Linked DNA regions of Sus scrofa: region 2 is linked to region 1. The links are chromatin contacts, called in public Hi-C maps. All regions are on one chromosome and are shown on one strand. The core of a region is the stretch at or near the end of the contact, and the rest is flanking DNA. Distances in the headings are between cores, read along the strand shown. Region 1 overlaps LOC106510388 (a long non-coding RNA gene). Region 2 has its middle 52 kb from the start of SLC38A4.

Region 1 (5,313 bases), core at 1,455-3,954:
TTAGGTATGCTGCATGAATCCAAGAGTCTATTCCCTGGAATTTGGTGGCCCTGTGGCTGGTTGGCCATACCTGATAAGGGCCTTTTCAGCAAGGTCGAAGAGGTTCTTTCTGAAGGTGTCTTTTCTGAAAGACAAAGTATCCAGATTAAAAGGTGTAACATGAAAGGGCTTCATCTCCTAGAAGTGCACTGTGAAGATTCCGCTTTATCATTTTGTCAACAAACCTCTGATGATGACATAACACTTCAGATGATCTCCCATGTCTATGAGCTTGACAACATATGAACTGTAGATTAAAGGTGACTGAGAGTTCTCCTCCCTACCTCTCATCGTTACTCACATGCGTCCTCAATAGGTTTCCAATCTGCATTTTCTCTCCAACATGAGACACCACACCCAGGAAAGGGTCTTCCTGGTATTGAGGGACAAAAAGCTGCCGAAACTGGTAAAACCAAGTCTTGATCAGTGATGCTTTCAGAGAACGATCTTGATCAAAAGGGGAAAATTATTAAAAAAAATTAATAAAGAGAAAGCTTAAATAAATAGAGATGGGAGACCAAAAGGGAGAACTCTCATGCCCTGCAATGACAGCAGAGCCTGACAAGAAGAAGACTCCTTTTCTTTCCTGGCAAAGACCAGGCCAATGAAAAGTCATGGAATCTTTGTTTACTATAGCCCTCCCAACTTCATTTCCCCCCTCTATAAAAGCAGTCTCTTTCTCTTTACATGTTGGGACTTGCATGTAGCTCACCATGGATGCAGACTCAGATTTGCAATTCTCTGCTGATCCCAAGTAAACCCATCTTTGCTGGAGAAATAACTGGTGGTCTGTTTGTTTTAGGTCAATAGATACGAAAAACTTCAAGGCATAGATAAAGCAAGGAGAAGACTGGGACCCACAAACACAGCTCTTAGGTCATTTCTTGCTACACTGAGACTAGTTGTCTCCTTGAATAATAGAAAGTGTCTCTCATGTGCAGTGGTGTATGCAGAAGAGAGCTGTTCCTTTCATGAAATATCTCCATTTTATCCTCCGATAGTTACATAGATTATGTGATGATATTAGGAAACAAAATTCCATATATTCATAAATTTCAGATTTGATTACCATGGTAATCAATCCTAGAGAGATCAGGTTCATCCTGCCCAAAGCATTCCATAGATAAGGATTACAGGCAGTGTTAGTGTGTTTGCCTGAGGGTCTGTCACTACGTAATTGCAAGGAAATTAACCGGATTATCTTCCTTTCTTTCCCAGGCACATTTCCTCAATTAAGAGAGAGAATGTATTACAGGCCTGCTGCTACTCACTTTCCAGGGTGGCAGAGCCAGTAAACATCAGTAAATATTCACATCCAACTCTCTGTCACTTGTAAGTCCATTCTTTCCAATGCATTATACGCCTTCCAAACTTCAGGAGGTCCTAGCTAGGGGATTCCACAAGTATTAGTGCCCCTTAATGTGTCTTAACTTTCCATTTTAGCCAACATGGTCATCCACATCTCTCAAAAGGCTGTGAACAGTCCTTCACAGGGTGTTTCCGCTGCTGCTCCTGACAGCCAAACAGTCTGTTTGGTAGAGGAAAGAAGAGAGGAGGAGAAAAGAAAAGAAGGATGATTCAACTAATGGCATCTTATCTGAACTGCATGTTGCAGTAGGTGATTCTTCTTTAACAGGCAGCTGGATAATAAGGATTGCAGTCACTTATTAGTTTCAAGAGCTAATAAAGTGGTAGTTTGTTTATAAAATTGGCACAAGAATCCTTGGAGTTTAATTCTCAGGAAATAACAGAAGTTCAGCATTCTTTATAGATTGTGGTGTGCTGCAGCTGGTAAATTCCAGCTTGTGACATTGAGGCAGTGATGTCACCACCATGAGCGGCTTGAAATTTCACATCACAGAGATGATCAACTTTTTCTTCCCAGAAAGCTGGTTGGTGAATGTCTACCAAAACATCAATATTTATAGATAGGTATACCAGGCTCTTTCATTCCTGCTTCAGCATTAATCTGGTGCCATAATTAGAAAGTCAGATGAAAAATCAAAATATTAACTATAACACACAATTAGAATTTAAATGTATTGACTTTTTGGGAAGGAGCAATAAGTAACATCCCTTTCCTTCCCTCCTGAGTTTGGAAGTTTGGAAGGGAAGGATAAAAGATCAATATCTCAACTTAATTACAAACACACCTGATTAGAGGTCACAGCATAGCTCTGTGGCCAAGTGGGCTTCCTAATTCTTTGTCCCTGAACTGAGTTTACCCTCCCAGTTGCTGGCAGGGCTGGATCATCACAGGCTGTGAATCTCTCCCCAAGGGGTAGAAGTCACTTCTTGCATTTCAGAGCAGAAAATGTGTTTGTCTTAAGGTCAGTCCATAGTGAGTGACAGAGGGACCAAGAGAAAAAGACAAAGAGGCAGAGGCTGTGCCCTGCACACTCATTTCCTACTTCCTAAGCGTCCCAGTCATACTAATTGGGTAGATCACTTCTCTTCCCTTGGTCAAGGATGCTGACAGCAAAGGGAGGGAGGGAGGAAGCTTCGACTTTATGGGCCAAGATAGGAACTTGATTGTGGAAGAGAATGGTTTGCCCTACAATATACTTTAACACCCCTTCTTACCATTTTCTAAAATGAGACACTGATCCTATAGCACCAGACCTATTGTTCTGTAATGCTGCTGAACTGAACAGTTGAGATGAAAGGGTGAGGAAGTTTTCAAAATTTACAGGAAGTGGTGGTGGCTGTGGTGGTGTGTTTGAGGTACCTAAAATATATGCTAGCAGTTTTTATTCCTCTTTCTCCTTTTTAAAAAGCTATTAATAAGAGCTTATACCTACCAATGTTAAAATAGCAAACCCCTTTGAGCATGTCATCAAGCAACCAGTTAATTCCTTGAAAAAGAGATAAATAGACCAAGCATTTACTTAAATGACCTGTTGAGCTGAATTGACGAGCCAGCTTAAGAGAATTGACGTCAGTTCTGTCCAGGTTGTTAACCCAGCTGCCTTGCAGAGTAGACAACCTCTCTTGCTGTGTCAAATCACAACCTAATAAAATGTTGTCTCTATTTCCAGTTTCATGTGGAAATGTTTAAAAAAAAATCCAAATTTTTTTCAGAATTCTTATATTCATGTATTTATTTATTTTTGGCATAAAAAGGATTTATTATGCATATGTTACTACTATTTATCAATAACATACCATCAAATTAAATTAATTCCATATTAATGATGTGACATATAAGGTTATATTATATCAATATATTATCATATTTTTATGGAATCTTTTTTTTTAATTAGAGTGTAGTTGATTTACAGCATTGTGTCAATTTCTGCCATACAGCATAGAGACCCAGTCATACATATATCCATTCTTTTTCTCATACTGTCTTCCATCATGTTCTACCCTAAGAGATTGGATATAGTTCCCTGTGCTGTACAGTAGGACCTCATTGCTTATCCATTCTAAATGGAATAGTTTGCATCTACTAACTCCAAACTCCCATCCATCCCACTTCCTCCCTCATCCCCCGGCAACCACAAGTCTGCACTCCATGTCCATAATCTCTTTTGATCTTGTAGATAGGAATGTTTGTGCCATATTTTAGATTCCAGTTTTTTTTAATAATTGTAAGTATGATTACATTGTTCTGAGCATTGTATTTTCTTTGGGGGTGGGGGCTAAGACCTTTCTAGGTATTTGTGTATCTCCTGGCTTTTTCTTCAGGTCCAATCATGTCAGATACTAAATGAAAGATCTGTATTTTGGACTCGTCTAACAAACACGTCCCTCAAAGAATGGCTGTTATCTAATCTAAGTAGCACGCACTCTTTGAAAAGCTGACTTTGGGAATCTCTAGGTCCTGTCAAAATCCAACATAGGTTGGTAGTGACTTGCCTCTGGACATCTGCAGACTACTTTCTCATCCACAGGAAATGAGGTGGTCTCTTCTCAGTGCCACAGGGTCCCAGAACTGGTTCCAAGTGACCCTACCGTTGGCAAGCCCAGCGGAAAGGGAGGGACAGTCATTGCTATACTCTGTCTCTATGCCTGAGTGAGGAAACACTGGCACAGCATTGTGAGGGAGCTTGTTGTCCTGTGGGGTGTGGCCCCAAATGAACAGTACCAGGGCACCTCAGTGCTAGTGTGAACTGCCAGTCCTGTTTGCAAACTCAAGCCCTCACATGGCTAACCATCATCAATGCATTCTGTCTTTTGTTTGTTTGATGAACTTCATTTTAGGGACTGTCACATTCTCCTCGTCCCATTGAGAAAGTATCATAGTGATTATAATTTTGGCAGAGATTAATATTACTACTGTGGTTGTTTTGCTACACCGGTCCTGTTATAGAAAGGAATTACTGCTTACTGGGAATATCGGCTGTTTATTGGGAATACTGGACTCTGGTTTGCATAAAACTTGCATTAAATTTGCAAGTCATTGGGAGTTCCCATTGTGGCGCAGTGGAAACGCTAGTATCCATGAGGATGCGGGTTCGACCCCTGGCCTTGCTCAGTGGGTCGGGGATCTGGTGTTGCTATGGCTGTGGCCGTGGCTGGCAGCTGTAGCTCTGATTCAACCCTTAGCCTGGGAACTTCCAAATGTTGTGGGTGCTGCCGTAAAAAACAAAAACCAAACAAACAAAAATGTGCATGTCCTTCATTTATAGTAATAAATCATAGATGCCTCCTTCACACCCTCCCCTCCAGAGACCTCGAACACCTCTTTTTTAAAACTTAATATTCCTTGGGCCCTCTGTCTTCTACACTTAAAGTTTTAAAAAATCATTTGTGGGAAGAGCTTCAATTATATGCATCAAACAGTGACATCTCACAGATGATACAAAGATGAACAGAGTATTGAAACCCTACATTTTGGCGAGATTGTTTTTGGGGTTCCAGCTGACATTGCCATCTTTTATCATGTGCTTATTGAATAAGACGTATTGTCATTTTATGAAGAAATTCTTAAATGATTATTAGTATTATAGAAAGGTTGTTGACAGTTATTTAAAGGATTGAGGCTCTTTTGTTACTTTGTAGACCCACGGCATCATTTTGAATTCTCCTTTGTCAGTTTTCAACAGATGTTTTGTGGAACCTGCTATGTGCTCAGGACCATGCTGAGTCTGGGGTATAACGTGGTGACTGTTGGCTTAGTCTCCTCCCTTATTGCAGCTCACAGTCCAGAGATGAAGACGGACAAATAAAGGAGGAGTTATACTATTGACCTGTAAAAGCGATCATTCCAGGCAGAGTAGCCATCCTTGCTGGGCTGAAATTGAGGCTTGGCTGCTAAAATGTGAACCA
Region 2 (5,313 bases), core at 1,450-3,949, 580 kb after region 1:
AATATTATTCAGCTATAAAAAAGAATGAAATAATGCCATTTTAAACAACATAGATGGACCTAGAAATTATCATACTAAGTGAAGTTAAAGACAAATATCATATGATATCACTTATATGTGGAATCTAAAAAAATTAGATGAATGAGCTTATTTACAAAATAGAAACAGACTCATGGACACAGAAAATGAACTTAAGGTTACCAAAGGGGAAAGGGGGAGGGAAAAAATTAGCGTGTAGAATTAACATACACACACTACTATATATAAAAATAGATAAACCAACAAGGACCTACTGAATAGCACAAGGAACTACAGTCAATATCTTGTAATAACATATAATGGAAAAGAATCTGAAAAAGATTATATATCTGCGTGTGTGTATGTATATATATATATATAAAACTGAATCACTTTGCTGTTGTATCCCTGAAACTAACGCAGCATTGTAAATCAATTGTACTTCAATTTAAAACAATCAACCATGCTGCAGAAAAACATTTGGGAGACTGAGAGATGATGGAAGCTCAAAGACATGTAAAACAGAAGGAGGAAGAAAGTGGGGGTGGGGCAGCAGCCCAGGGGAGCCAAGAGAAGGGCTCTGCCTCGACAAAGCACAGGGGCCACCGTGTGCCTGTACTGTGACTGCTCGTCGGCCCAGTCCTTCCCTCCCTTCCCCTTCCTCTGTGGAAAAGAACCCGGAAAAAAAATTTAGATGGAGGTTGGAGTAAATAACGAGGCCTTGAAACGGATTCAAAAGAACTTTAAGGAGCTCAGCATGCATGGAGAGAAAGCATTTTGAAATGTTTGGTTGTGAAAAGGAGAGAGTGTGGCTGGGACTAGAGAAAAGTAGGGTGCTATAGGAAGAGGGTTTTTTTTTTTTTTGTCTTTTTGCCTTTTCTAGGGCCGCTTCCCGCGGCATATGGAGGGAGGTTCCCAGGCTAGGGGTCGAATCGGAGCTGTAGCCACCGACCTACACCAGAGCCACAGCAACATGGGATCCGAGCCGCGTCTGCGACCTACACCACAGCTCACAGCAACGCCGGATCCCCAACCCACTGAGCAAGGCCAGGGATCGAACCCGCAATCTCATGGTTCCTAGTCGGATTCGTTAACCACTGCGCCACGACGGGAACTCCAGGAAGAGGTTTGTATGATGATGGTGGTGGCAGTGGTGGTGCTTTCAAATGCCATGGTCTTGAAGATGTTCAAACGTCGGTGAAAAGAGCAGTGGAAGAGAGCCTCCCAGCCCGTGTTCGTCCTGCTTGCAGGTTTCCCTCCCTTTGCTCTGTCTTGGTTAATCTTAGTTAATTTTTCTGAAACACGACAGCTCCTCAGCACATACATACCTTCCTCTGCTGTCGTTACACCTGTACTCAAACCCTTTCTGGTCCTGAAAATACTTTCTTCACATTGCTGCCCCTGAAAATGCCAGTGAATGTTGGGCTGCATATCGGTTGAAGCCTTCTCTTACATCTTCCTGGAGGATGAGCTCTTGGATTTATTTCCTGTTTGTTTTTATTTTCCACCCTGGCCACATAATGGATATTTAAGCGAACATGTGTTGATTCTTCCTCCCAAAAGGTTATCCCTTTTTGCTAACACCATTTGCTGAATAGTCATCTGTGTCTTCACTTCCCGCTCACCACATCCTGGCGGCTGCACCCCACACACCCCTGCAAATGCATTTGGAAGATCTCCCACAAGCTCTTTATTGCTAATCCAGAGTACACTTCACAGGCCTCAACCCTCTGTCAGGTGTCAACAAGAGTTGGCTCTCCAGACCGGAAATTTTCCTTGAAACTTCTCTTCCCTTGACTTCAAGAACATGTCATTATCTTGGCTTTCTTCCGACCTCCCTGCTTTTTTCAGTCAACTTTTGAAGATATTTTCTCTCCATGTCTTTCCTTCAATATCATGCTCAGGGCATCAGCCTCACTATTCTTCTTTCCTCACTCTGCCTGCTCCACCTGAGTGTGCTTTTCCACACCGGTACCGTCAAGTCCATCTTTCTCCCCAGCCGGGATCTCTCCCCTGAGTACCAGACCAGTGAGCATCATTGTCTCCAGATACCTTCTCTGGGACGTCAAAATCACGCTTTAAATTTGGCATGACCAGGAATTCCCTCTGTGGCACGGTGGGATTAAGGATCTGGTATTGTCTCTGTGGTAGCACAGGTTCGATTCCTGGCACAGGAACTTCCATATGCCACAGGTGTGGCCAAAAAATAAATAAATAAATAAGGTACTCAAAGCCAAGTTCATCCCCTATTCTCTACGCCTTCTCCTCCAACCCTTATCATAAGAGACCACTTTATCCTCTATGCCTTCCCTCTCTCAGTGCATTAAACGATGAGTCATTTATTTTCTTAAATCAGATTTTGACCTGAGCATCATCCTTAATTATCAAAAGATGAGTCATTTTTTTTTTCCTTGGAGAGTAGTGGTGCCCTTAACAGTGACTGACCCTTTCTGGAAAAGTTTAGCTCTTGTTCGTTTATGTACTTGGAAAGAACAAGGGAAGAGTGATTTATTCAGATTAGATGAGTTGCATTTGAAGTCCCTGGGACCCCCATAGAAAAAAATGTTGATTGGGAATTTGAAACGTAGGTACTAGAGTCATGAAGAGATTTCAGAGCTAGACTTACATATTTGTGAATTATCTACTGCACACAGAGACAATAACTGAAACCATGTGAGGAGATGAGATCATCATGGAAAAGTGTACATAGAAACAAGGTTATGTGGAAACAAGTTGTGGGAGCAGCTCATAACTCTTTGAAAGCTGATAGGACTTTACACATTGTCTGGCACAACTTTTTTCTTCACCTGAAAATGATTCTGAGTCTAAGAGGAGAGGAGAGAAATTAAATTCTAAAGAAAAATCTACTGATAAGGTCTTTGATCCCAAGTTACTTTAAAGGTCCAAAGCTCAGACCAAGAAAAAATTCAAAATGAGCTAACTCTACTCAAGTCAAGAACAGTGCCTCAAACTCAAGACAACATTTGTTGATAGATGCAAACTATTACATTTAGAATAGATAAACGATGGGGTCCTTCTGTACAGCACAGGGAACGATGTCCAATCTCTTGGGTTAAAACATGATGGAAGATTAGTATGAAAAAAAAGAATATATATATAAGAATATATATGTATATATATAAACTGTGTCACTTTAGCATACAGCAGAAATTGAAGGAATATTATAAATCAACAACACGTTAATACAAATTATTTTTTAAAAGTTTAAGTAGTACTAAAACAATGCAATAAAGAAGGCAACAGATTTACCTCAAATTATACCAGTTCAGGGTAAAAAAAATGTAACATTTGGCGCATGACAAAAAAAAAAAAAAAAATCAAGACAACATTGCTCCTGGAGCCAGAAAGAACTTGGCTGTTTTACGAGTTCCATAAACTCACAGATAAGAAAGCCCTAACTCTCACCCACCTCCAGGTTTCTTGTAATATAAACCAATCTATTCCTTTATAGCATAAGCCAGTTTGACTTGTCACTTACTGAAGCAACAGTAGATACTGGAGCCAGCTCACTAGAGCTGATTGGGCACATCTCTTCCCAACTCTGTACCCAGTGACATCATCTTGTTAGCTCGAAAGTGGCCATGATGGGACTATTTAAAACTCAGAAACTGTGAAGTGCTCCGAATTGGGGATTCCTATCCACACCAAAAAAAATCTGGTTGTTAATTTGTTTTCCTGTACATCACTGGTTATGGCCAGGAGTCTCCTGACTGAGATACACATGTTGAACCAAAAACAGGTTGGTCTGGAGGGCCAAGGGGATTCAACATAGGTGTGGACTGCCTGGGAGCCAGGAAGATGAATTGATGGTGGAATTGATGGTGGCCAACCAAGGAGGCATCTTCATCCAAGTCAAAAGAAGTGTAAGTGAGGAGCCTCGTAAGATGATGTTAGGGGCGCGGGTCATATCCCGAGTCCTCAATTGTGCATCTGCTACCAGAGGCACATCCCAGACTGTGACGGCACTAGTACAGTTAGAAGAGACCATCACTAAAACTTCTCCCTTCTTCCATTTGCTCCATCCCTGGAGGGACCCCATACAGCAGCTAGTGAGGGGTGAGGAGTAGGAGACTGGGAGAAGCAAGGAGGAGACCCCCCCCCGGATCCACACTGGAGATTTCCCAGCCACAGACAGTCCTTGATGGGAGAGGCAGAGGCTTTTAATTGGATAAACCGTAGATCTTTCAAGGTTAGACTGGAAGATGCTTTTCCAAACTATAGAATGAAATTACTCTTGGGACGGCAGGAGACCAGAAAAGTTGTGGAATATGCTTGGTATTTCCTCCAGGGCAGGAAAGAACCAGCAAGAGAGCAGGTTGAAGGGTCCTGGGGGGAAAAGAATAAAGACAATCTGGTTTATACCCTGCTGGCTAATTCAGTAAACATGTCAGATTTACACAGATGATTGCAGTGCTTAAAAGCTTTATTAACTATATGGAAGCCCAGTCAATGTGCTTAATTGATGTCTATTGAATGAATGAATAAAACTCTAACTTGGAATAAGAGAAAACGATTTAGGAGGAAATTCTTCCACTTGAGCAAAATGAGAAATTGTTTGAGTCTATAGCATGTCAGAAGGGGAGGTACTTTTTTAATTCTCTGTATTAAAGTATATATTTCATGGAGTCAGGGGAAGGTGGTGGTTTGTGGATATTTGCACTGTTTTTTTAGCTCCATAAAACTAAATACAAACATCAAATTTCCATCTCTCTTCCCAATCCCTGTTCTGTGCGGAGAAGAGATTCCTTCATGTATTTTCTTTTTTTTTTTTTTTTTTTTTTTTTTTATCTTTTTGCTATTTCTTGGGCCGCCCCCGCGGCATATGGAGGTTCCCAGGCTAGGGGTTGAATCGGAGCCATTGCCACCGGCCTACGCCAGAGACACAGCAACGCCGGATCCGAGCCGCGTCTGCAACCTACACCACAGCTCACGGCAACGCCGGATCGTTAACCCACTGAGCAAGGGCAGGGACCGAACCCGCAATCTCATGGTTCCTAGTCGGATTCGTTAACCACTGCGCCACGACGGGAACTCCCCTTCATGTATTTTTATGGTTCTGATTTTCTGCATAGGTGATGATGGCTGTGGAAGCAATTTGGACTCCTAACTTTTTAGTGGGGAGAATTAGAACATATAGCTCTTAGGATCTAAGAGCCCTGGATCTTCAGGGTCCAAAACAGTAACCACAAGACACAGGTAGCTACTTAAATTTTAATTAATGAACATTAAATACAATTTAAAAGCCAGTTTTTTGTATCACACTACACATATTTT

What was found. Hi-C and Micro-C count contacts between places; a contact is called where the count stands out from the background.
Region 2: a Hi-C map of retroperitoneal adipose tissue shows a contact between it and region 1, with 2.0 times the contacts expected there. The contact joins two enhancer-like sites. A contact is called at or near these places in 22 of 47 Hi-C or Micro-C datasets (adipocytes, alveolar macrophages, blood and 16 more) and 2 of 2 datasets of contacts at active chromatin or transcription factors (alveolar macrophages and skeletal muscle).

The regions. Positions count from the first base shown.
Region 1 is chr5:76,961,872-76,967,184 of Sscrofa11.1, forward strand. All of the region lies in intron 2 of LOC106510388 (a long non-coding RNA gene), which reads left to right. Among named protein-coding and RNA genes, the nearest start is that of SCAF11, 88 kb to the left of the region's middle. Within about 2 kb of position 2,705, at least 11 of the 83 cell types and tissues checked have an H3K27ac peak or open chromatin away from gene starts, as enhancers often do. A contact at or near this core is called in retroperitoneal adipose tissue, where this site is marked.
Region 2 is chr5:77,539,167-77,544,479 of Sscrofa11.1, forward strand. No RefSeq gene overlaps it. Among named protein-coding and RNA genes, the nearest start is that of SLC38A4, 52 kb to the left of the region's middle. Within about 2 kb of position 2,700, at least 6 of the 83 cell types and tissues checked have an H3K27ac peak or open chromatin away from gene starts, as enhancers often do. A contact at or near this core is called in retroperitoneal adipose tissue, where this site is marked.